Linked DNA regions of Sus scrofa: all the other regions are linked to region 3. A link is a contact called in public promoter capture Hi-C data. All regions are on one chromosome and are shown on one strand. Each heading gives the region's core, a stretch centred on a gene start, on an enhancer-like site or on the middle of the called end of the contact. The rest is flanking DNA. Distances are from core to core; before and after follow the strand shown. Region 1 holds the start of TAF12 (transcription initiation factor TFIID subunit 12). Region 2 holds the start of PPP1R8 (protein phosphatase 1 regulatory subunit 8). Region 3 holds the start of ATPIF1 (ATPase inhibitory factor 1).

What was found. Promoter capture Hi-C pulls out the DNA fragments that hold promoters and counts their contacts.
Region 1: a promoter capture Hi-C map of fetal liver shows a contact between it and region 3, with 2.1 times the contacts expected there. The contact joins the promoter of TAF12 here to the promoter of ATPIF1 in region 3. A contact is called at or near these places in 1 of 5 promoter capture datasets (fetal liver) and 1 of 2 datasets of contacts at active chromatin or transcription factors (alveolar macrophages).
Region 2: a promoter capture Hi-C map of liver shows a contact between it and region 3, with 2.6 times the contacts expected there. The contact joins the promoter of PPP1R8 here to the promoter of ATPIF1 in region 3. A contact is called at or near these places in 1 of 5 promoter capture datasets (liver), 1 of 47 Hi-C or Micro-C datasets (epiblast stem cells) and 1 of 2 datasets of contacts at active chromatin or transcription factors (alveolar macrophages).

What each region holds. Positions count from the first base shown.
Region 1 is chr6:85,641,734-85,644,433 of Sscrofa11.1, reverse strand. TAF12 (transcription initiation factor TFIID subunit 12) reads left to right here and starts at 1,347. Exons shown (of 6, transcript XM_021095678.1): 1 at 1,347-1,476. LOC110261125 (a long non-coding RNA gene) reads right to left here and starts at 1,302. Exons shown (of 2, transcript XR_002344955.1): 1 at 1,048-1,302.
Region 2 is chr6:84,965,475-84,968,240 of Sscrofa11.1, reverse strand. PPP1R8 (protein phosphatase 1 regulatory subunit 8) reads right to left here and starts at 1,495. Exons shown (of 7, transcript NM_001243414.1): 1 at 1,377-1,495. The coding sequence starts at 1,432.
Region 3 is chr6:85,305,799-85,308,498 of Sscrofa11.1, reverse strand. It overlaps ATPIF1 (ATPase inhibitory factor 1), which reads right to left and starts at 1,257. Exons shown (of 3, transcript NM_001097486.1): 1 at 1,141-1,257; 2 at 955-1,046. The coding sequence starts at 1,227. DNAJC8 (dnaJ homolog subfamily C member 8) reads left to right here and starts at 1,477. Exons shown (of 10, transcript XM_003356239.4): 1 at 1,477-2,003.

The DNA of each region.
Region 1 (2,700 bases), core at 98-2,597, 340 kb before region 3:
CCGTGAGTTGCGGTGTAGGTGGCAGACACGACTCAGATCCCATGTTGCTGTGGCTGTGGTGTAGGCCAGCAGCTACAGCTCCAATTGGACCCCTAGCCTGGGAACCTCCATATGCCGCAGGAGTGGCCCTGGAAAAGGCAAAAAGTCAAAAAGTCAAAAAGTCAAAAAAAAAAAAAGAATGAAGGGATCAGTGGCAGAGAAATAAGACTAGGACGATAACTCGAAGCCTAATGGTGAAAGGGCCTGGAATCTGTGAACATGGATCTGTGACAGTGTAAGGGAGGATTGTGAATTTGGTGGGATGAAGATGGCAAGATATAAAGACAGGAAGGGGAAGTTCCCTCATGGCTCAGGGGATTAAAGATCTGGTGCTGTCACTGCTGTAGCTATGGTCAGAGCTGGGGCATGGGTCCCACCTCTGGCCTAGGGAACTTCTTCAAGCCACAGGAATGGCCAAAAAAAAAAAAAAAAAAAGAAAGAAAAAGAAAAAGAAGACAAGGGAGAGCAAATTGCTGCATCAGTTCAGGTAGGAGACAGCTTTTCCTTGTGACAGTTACTGCTGTTCACTCTGGGCTGTCACAGCACTTTGTACTCTCCTTTATGTTTGCAGGTTCTCCATCTTAGTGTGTGGACCTGGGCTCCAAAGGGACTGAGGCTGGAATTGTGTTTTGTTTATATGCCTAGCATCTAGCATAGCATAAATAAAGCAACTGTCACCATGCATTTGATGGAAGAGATAACCAAAGGCATCAGTTTAATGGTTGAAGTACAGTTCAGGCTTTGGAGTGAGAATTTGTGAGTTCAATTTGAGACTCTGCTTTTATTAGCTACTTAACTTGCTTAATCTCACAGATTTCCTTTAAATCGTTAAAATGATTTACCGTAGGTTTAGAAAAATTTCTGGCAGATAGTAAGGGCTCAATTATTACTATTATTATTAACTGCCTATTCACAGTCATAACCCAATCGGTCTCCCTTGTCCTCAGATTTTTCCTGCTGGGGTCCAACGGGATATCTATGGAGTGTTGCTGTCCCACGAGTTATTACCTTCCTGATAGCACGACAAAGACACCAACCAAAAATGGCGACCTCTAAGCCATCCGAGGACGTCAATGCTGGTCATGATAGCGATATACACAGCAGGCAGAGTCGGAAAGAAATAGCTAGGGCAGGGTTCGTACCGCCAGAATACAAAGCGCATAGTTTGCTTACACTGCCCATTAACCACAAGCCGAAAAAACCTAACCACCAGAACTGAGCTACAGCGCAGAACGGCGACCACGTGTCGGAGAGCAGTCTGCGCCTGCGCAAAGCAGGCGCGCGCCCGCCAGCCGGAAGAGCCGCGCGTTTCCGGGTTGGAGGCGGGGAGCGGTGCCGGAAGTACTCGGGGAGGGCCGAGCAGTCGGACCGGCTGCTGAGACGAACGCTTCACTGGGGCAGTCTCCGCATATCATGGGGAGATAGACGCTGCTGCCTGTGAGTCTTGGGCCCTGGCAGTTGAGGAATAAGAGCGGGAGGAGGGAGTCAGGACCCAGACCACAGTGGTCAGTGTTCGAAGAGCCAAATTGTGAAGGAGACTGGGCTGTGTGAGGAATCAGGCTCGTGGGACGGGACTGAGGGGCTCGGGGATCGGAGAAGACGCGGCTGTGGGGACCTGGGCTCCAGACGGGACTTAGGGAACCGGGATGGATGTGAGTTCTCCCGCACGCAAGGGAAAGCGAGTTGAGAGAGATAGGATTATGAGGATCCGTGCTTCTAAGAGGAGAGGGTCGGAACTGAACGGGGTGTGAAGACACGGACTCCTGAGAGGTAAAAGCGAAGCTGTTAGGACTTGGGCTCTTAAGCGGCAGAAGCGGAACAGTGAAGACCCAGGCTTCTAACGATTCAGAAACAGGGCAGCGAAGACAGGTTCCTGAGAGGCAGGAGCGGTAAGAGAACATTTGGGTTTGGGAAGAACAGGAGCGGGCAGTGAAGACGCGCTTCTTTGGGGACCGGATCGGGGCTTGCAGACTCCGAAGTACCTGAGGGAACAGGACTATGAGGACCTGAGATCCTAAAAGCGGAGAGTGTAAGGGGCTGTGTCTGTAAGTAGATCAGCCTCCAAGGGAAGGGGAGAGAGTTTGAAAAAGACATAGTGATCCTTCCCCCATCCCCTCATATTCTCTGAACCGGGAATGGTAAAGGATGTATTCAGGGGAAGACGACTCCTTCACGCTGCCTATTTGGCTTTTGGCAGGCTTATCGTGTCAGAACGATCTAGGAAGCCAAGCATCTTCGTTTTCTGCTCCTTCAGGAGTAGCACTGGTGTGAAGTTAAAGCAGTTTGAACTCAGTTGTGTACTTTATAAGTGCTTTAAATCCCATTCCACTCAACTCCGATATTTAGCATAGATCTCTGCATTTCAAAGAAGAGAATGACAGAGATGGAGAGACCCCGGAAATATCAGGCGTCCCCCCACACCCCCGGGCTTGCAGCGGCTTTATGTAGGAGGATATCTGTTTCTCTGTTCCCAGACCAGGGTTTGGAACAGCAGCGGTGAAAGCACCAAGTACTAACCACTAGACCACCAGGGAACTCCCAAGATCATCTTTTATAAACTCATATTTTACCTCTAAGGAGGCTAAAGTCCAAACAGGGCTTAGGGTTACACTGAGTCAATGATTGATTAGATGGAAATTTTGTTACAGTACCCTGCTCTGC
Region 2 (2,766 bases), core at 246-2,745, 340 kb after region 3:
AAACCAGGTACCAATAAATACATGAGGCAGTTGTTACTCTTGAATAGGTCTTTCTACAATGGCATGTTTAAGGGAACTTTTCTCTATACTCCTATAACCACACCATTCAAGGGAGATACATATGTGTTAAAGCACCTAACATGGTGCCTGGTGTATATACCACAGGCTGAGGAAATGGTACGTCATCTCATACAGTCTAACTATAAGTTTACTGTTCTAGTCCAATTTCTAAAATCAATGCAGCAAGGAACCAAAATGGACCGAGAATTTGCAGACTGACGCCAACTGGATGGTACAAAAGTGCAAAGGGACCCAGACATTGCCACCTATGCACTTGCTTCCTGTGTTTGCTCCTTTGAAGTCTGAACAATCTTGCCAGAGGCCCTATTTGCACACACAAAAATGCACCCATCCATCCAAATGAAGATGCAACACAGGCATCTCACAATCCTGACCCAAACTCCTCTATGGAGGTTGCTGGAAGGACAGTGCATCGGACAAATGCCCATTTTGTCTGAAATACGGGGAGAGCCAAGTTACATCCAAAACATGCTTTCTGAAATCCTACTACATGCCTGGCTCAGGCCTAAGAGCTGGGAACATAACGATGTATCAGACGGCCCTTGCCCTTGAAAAATCTCAATACAACAGGAGCCAGGGAGTAACAAACAAACAATACACTGTGATGAGCTAGTGCAAAAATAGCTCTAACTCGGATGAGTCTTCCTGAAAGGCAATTTAAATGTATTCATCTTGTATCCTCCTCAAAAACTAAATTAAAATTTTTCCTTAGTCCCAAGAACCTATGGAGGGAGGAAAAGGGTTCATCCTAACAATCACTGATGCCCTCTGGTGCCCGGCTTCGCGCTGGTCGCTCAGAGAAGTAGGTCTGAGCCGTTCCTGCCCTCAGGGAGCTCCCAGTCTGCGAGAGACCGGCAAGTACCGCACCCAGGCTGCAGCAACAACCGCGGGACGCGGGACTCTAAGGGGGTGGGGGTGGGGGCGGGAAGCTAGCTCGTGCGCGCTCGGGACAGAGGGCTGGGGGGCAGGAATGGTGCTCCACCAGAGCCCCAGGCACACGGTGAGGAGTTGGGTAAGTTTGGGGCCAAGGCCCCAAAGCGCACGGGCAACCGGGGGATCGTCGAGGGGTTGCCTAAGCGAGCGCCTCAGAGTCTCCAACTCTAGGTTTCCTCAGTTCCTGGGCCCGGGCTCCGGATTCCTGGTTCCTCCACACGCCGCCCGGCCCGACGGGCAGTTCTCCCTCAGTCAATCCCAGAGCGTCTGGGCCGTTCGGCTCGCTGCGAGAAATGAGCCGGCCGGCCAGCCCAGGCCAGCGCAGACCAGGCCACTCCAACGCTGGTCGCCCCGCCACTCACCAGGTCGGGCAGTCGAACAGCGGGAGGCTGGAGCCGGAGTTCGCGGCTGCCGCCATCTTGCGTCTCCCCCTCCCATTTGGCGGGCCCGAAGCACGCCGGGAAACTGGAAGACCCAGAGTGGCGAGGCAGCTTCCCAGCAGCCTGTGCGTATGCGCGTGCGCGCGCACACTCACTCACGGGCGCACAGACGTAGTGGGCGCATCTGGCAGCGATGGAGACTGGTATCGGGTTTTGAGTGCCTTTACAGTATTTTAGAGCGTTGGCCTTCTCCGAAGGGCAGGGCTTTTCTTGGCCAGGAGTTGTCTGAGGAAAAGGGGCTTGTGTGGGAGGGTTCGGTTTCCCTCTGTGTCCTGTGGACGCATTCCCAGGCGCTAAAATGTTGCCACCCCATCCTTGTTCCGGGCTTGCACCGTCAGCCTTTCGACCCCAGCCTGAAGAGAGGCTGGAGGGTAGATCTCAGAGATTGCAGTGATCTCTCATTTTGTTTCTGCTTTTCCCGCCCTTCTGCATACAGCTACCCGCATCTGGACTCACTTCCCCATCCTAATCCAAATCTGGCCTTGAAGGCTTCTGTAGAGATCTGAGAAGATACCTTTGGGCGTCATCCAAACTCTGGACATACTGGAGCCAGGGATGGATCCAACCAGATGGCAGGCTTCCACATCTTCACTGTGCATGAATGAAGTGGTTAATCAAGTTGAGGCCCCTTTGAATTTTAAAATTTTGACCATAGTTACTAGATTGTGTAAGGAGGCATTAGGATTCAGGCGTGCCTTAGGCCTACAGCTGGCTGAAAGACCATCAGCAGGGCCTCTGGTTGTAATGGCTTTGTCTATTGAGTGCTTAATTATCTGGGCAAGTATTGTATGGATCGTCTCATTTAATTCTCACAACTCTCTTGAAATACTGTGATCTCCGAGGGGAGGCTCAGAGAGATTGAGTTGCCCAGCTTCACCCTAGAACAAGTAGTAAGTGGGATTCAAACCTAAATCAGTAATGCCAAAAGCCACGGTCTTTAGTCACCACTGTCTCTCACACTTTGATATTAGTACGATCATATTTATCATATTTCGCATGCAAATGAAACCCAAAACTTTTTTTTTTTTTTTTAACGGCTGTACTTGCAGCATATAAAAATTTCCCAGGCTAGGAGTCAAATTGGAGCTGCAGGTACAGGCCTACACCACAGCCACACATTGTCAGATCTGAGCCACATCTGCAACCTACAACACATCTTGCCGCAATGCCAGATCCTTAACCCACTGAGCGAGGCCAGGGAGCCAACCCTAATCCTCACAGATACTATGTTGGGTTCTTAACACACTGAGCCATAGTAGGAATTCCCCAACAGCTTTTCAGTTTTGTAGAAAATATGGGAGGATTATCTGAC
Region 3 (2,700 bases), core at 8-2,507:
TGCAAGGCCCACTGTAAAGGTCAAAATGAAGGGGGAAAAAAAAAAAAAAAAAAAAGAAGGGGACTCTTGCAATGCCTGGCAGTCCAATGTAGGTCTCAAGAAGGGATGATTCAAACGTTGGTTCGGCCATATATGGGCCTCAGTTTTCCTTAACTATAAAATGTAGGAGGCCAATTAGAGGTCTCTAAGGGCTGCACCTTGTCTCTCTGGTATGGTAGCTGTTATGGTGATAATTCTTAAGAGTGAGCAGGAGAGGGTAGAAGTGAGAAGATAGGCCAAGAATCGAGATTAATTCCACACTGCTCCTCACTGTGGTTAGCAGTCCCTGTGAGATAACTCAAGGTTGGTAAACAGAGTATATAGGCCCAGCCCACAAGAAGCGGGGAGGGTTCCAACCAGGAGCAGCTGCCACATGCTCCTGCAACCCACTAGCTCAGGCAAGTTGGAGAGGTGTGAGGATCTAGAAATGGCTGAGAGGGTCTGAGGTCAGGGAATCCATCCATGCGGGCTAGCAAAGCGAAGGCCTGGGTGATGGGTGGGGGAGGCCGGAGGGATAGGCTCAGAGGGTCTGCACGTAATTGGAACCTTCGGATCTAGACTCTCTGGGAGGAATCTGGGGGGCGTTTCGCATGACGCGGAGAGAACTCCACGGGCGGAGATGGTAAATGATTCAGGAAGAATTGAGCCGTGTTGGCGAATTCTGAAGACTCGCAGGTGGAAATGTCTTGGGTTTGGGGGCCTTGGGATTCGGCAGGGCAGTGGGAACGCCCTATAGGTGGCAACAGTAGGGCCATCAAACGATGAGTGTAGTGGGTCGGGGCTGGGAAGTTCTGTTGGGAGATGGGACGCCACAGAACACCAGGGAGGGCAGCAGGGTGGGGCCGTTGGCAGTTTAAGAAGGACTGGAAGGCCGTGAGACTTCCAGGGCTGGTCTCTGGGCCCCTTGGCTCTCACCGGAAGTATCGTTCCTCATCAGCCTGCTCTTTCTTTCCGAAGGCTCCACCGGCGTCCCGGACTGCACCCGCACCGGAGCGGACACCCTCTGGCTGCGGAGAGAGACCGGAGCATTGGTAAAGGCGAGGAGGGAGAGATGGGAGTCCCCGCTCAGGGATGGGGTAGCGGGCACTGCCGCCGGCGTACCGTATCAGAGCTGAAGCCTCGGCTTTGCATGGCCCAGACACTCCACGCGCCGATCCGCGAGCGCACCGCCAACGCCGTGGCTGCCATTGCTGTCAGTGCAGTACCTCTCCAGTGACCCGAGGTGCAGCTCCTCTGTACGCTAACGGCGCTGCTGGCCGGGAAGCCAATTGTTTCTCTGGAGAGGCGGGATGAACCCAGGAATAGCGAATCATGAGAGGGGGAGGCGGGGTTCCTGTGGCTTACAGCGAATCCTGACCGAGAGGCGGGCCTATTCTTAGCCAACCACTCGCAAGGGCTCCAGGGTCAAAGGACTGGAGGAAAGCAATGGAGGAGATTGGGAAAAACAGGAGCAGAGGGTCAGAAGGCGAGATTTCGGCTCCTGAAGCTATTAGATTTAGGCATGTGTCCATCCCTCCCTTACGATTCCAATCCTAAAGTTGTTATTTTTAAACACCCAAAGGAAGTCTTCCCTTTCCTGGACTACTAGCATCAATAAGATGGGTACTACGCTAGTGAGAGTGGGCAGCTTTGTCCAGGATTCCTTGACTTAGTCATCAAGACTTGTGAGCAAATTTTCTTAAAAAAGTATGTGTATATGGTTAGTGTTCTTTAGTTGCGATGGCATTTCACTCTCAAGTCTCAGTTTAAATGTCAGTTCAGAGAAAACTTCCCTGACCTCCTATCTTAGCCTCCTATTTTGTTCTTTCTCTCTTGCACCTTTGATCTTATGAAGTTAATAGGGCCTTGGTCAGTCAAGTAGGCTTTGAATTAATATTTGCAGGATGCATTGATATGTTATCAAATGGGCTGTATAACAGGACTTTTGGCAATGTGATGCAATGAAGAGGAAAAGCAGAGTCTAGGTAAGGCTTTGCCTTGACCTTCCTTGGCCATCTAACAAATGTGATCAAGATAATAGTAGTTTATGGCCTTTGCCTGGGTTATTTTCCTTTTCTGGGCCCAATTTTTTCTCCTTTAGATGAGAGGGTTGGGCTAGATCTTATTCATGACTTTAAAAATATCTTCCTTGGCTTTCTATGAAAGTGTGGAACTGTTTTTATTGATCATCTTTTGGTTTGAAAAATACCAGCCCTGGGTTATATGACTTAAGTAGAAGGAAATGGCTGCAAGGTACATTTCCAAATGTTCATTACAGAAAACTTGGAAAAACACAAAAGCAGGAAACAAATAATAATCACTCATAAGCCTGCTACCTGGTGATAAAAATTTGGAGTGTTTCTATATATTTAAGGGCCATTCCCATTTCAGACACTCTGATTTTAGTCCTCAGATACTACTATTTTTTGATTGTTTCCTAGGTGGTATCCAGTGGAGGGTCCTGCTGAGTTTGTGCAAAAGATTGATCCAAGCACTATGATGCAGGCTATAATTTTTTAAAAAATGGAAAATAATAAGCATTGGTGAGGATGTGGAGAAATTGTAGCCCTCCAATGGGTTAGCTACTGTGGAAAACAGCTTGGCAGTTGCTCAAAAGGTTAAATATAGAATTACCGTATGACTCTGCAACTTCATTTCTAGGTATATCCCCCCCCATTGGAA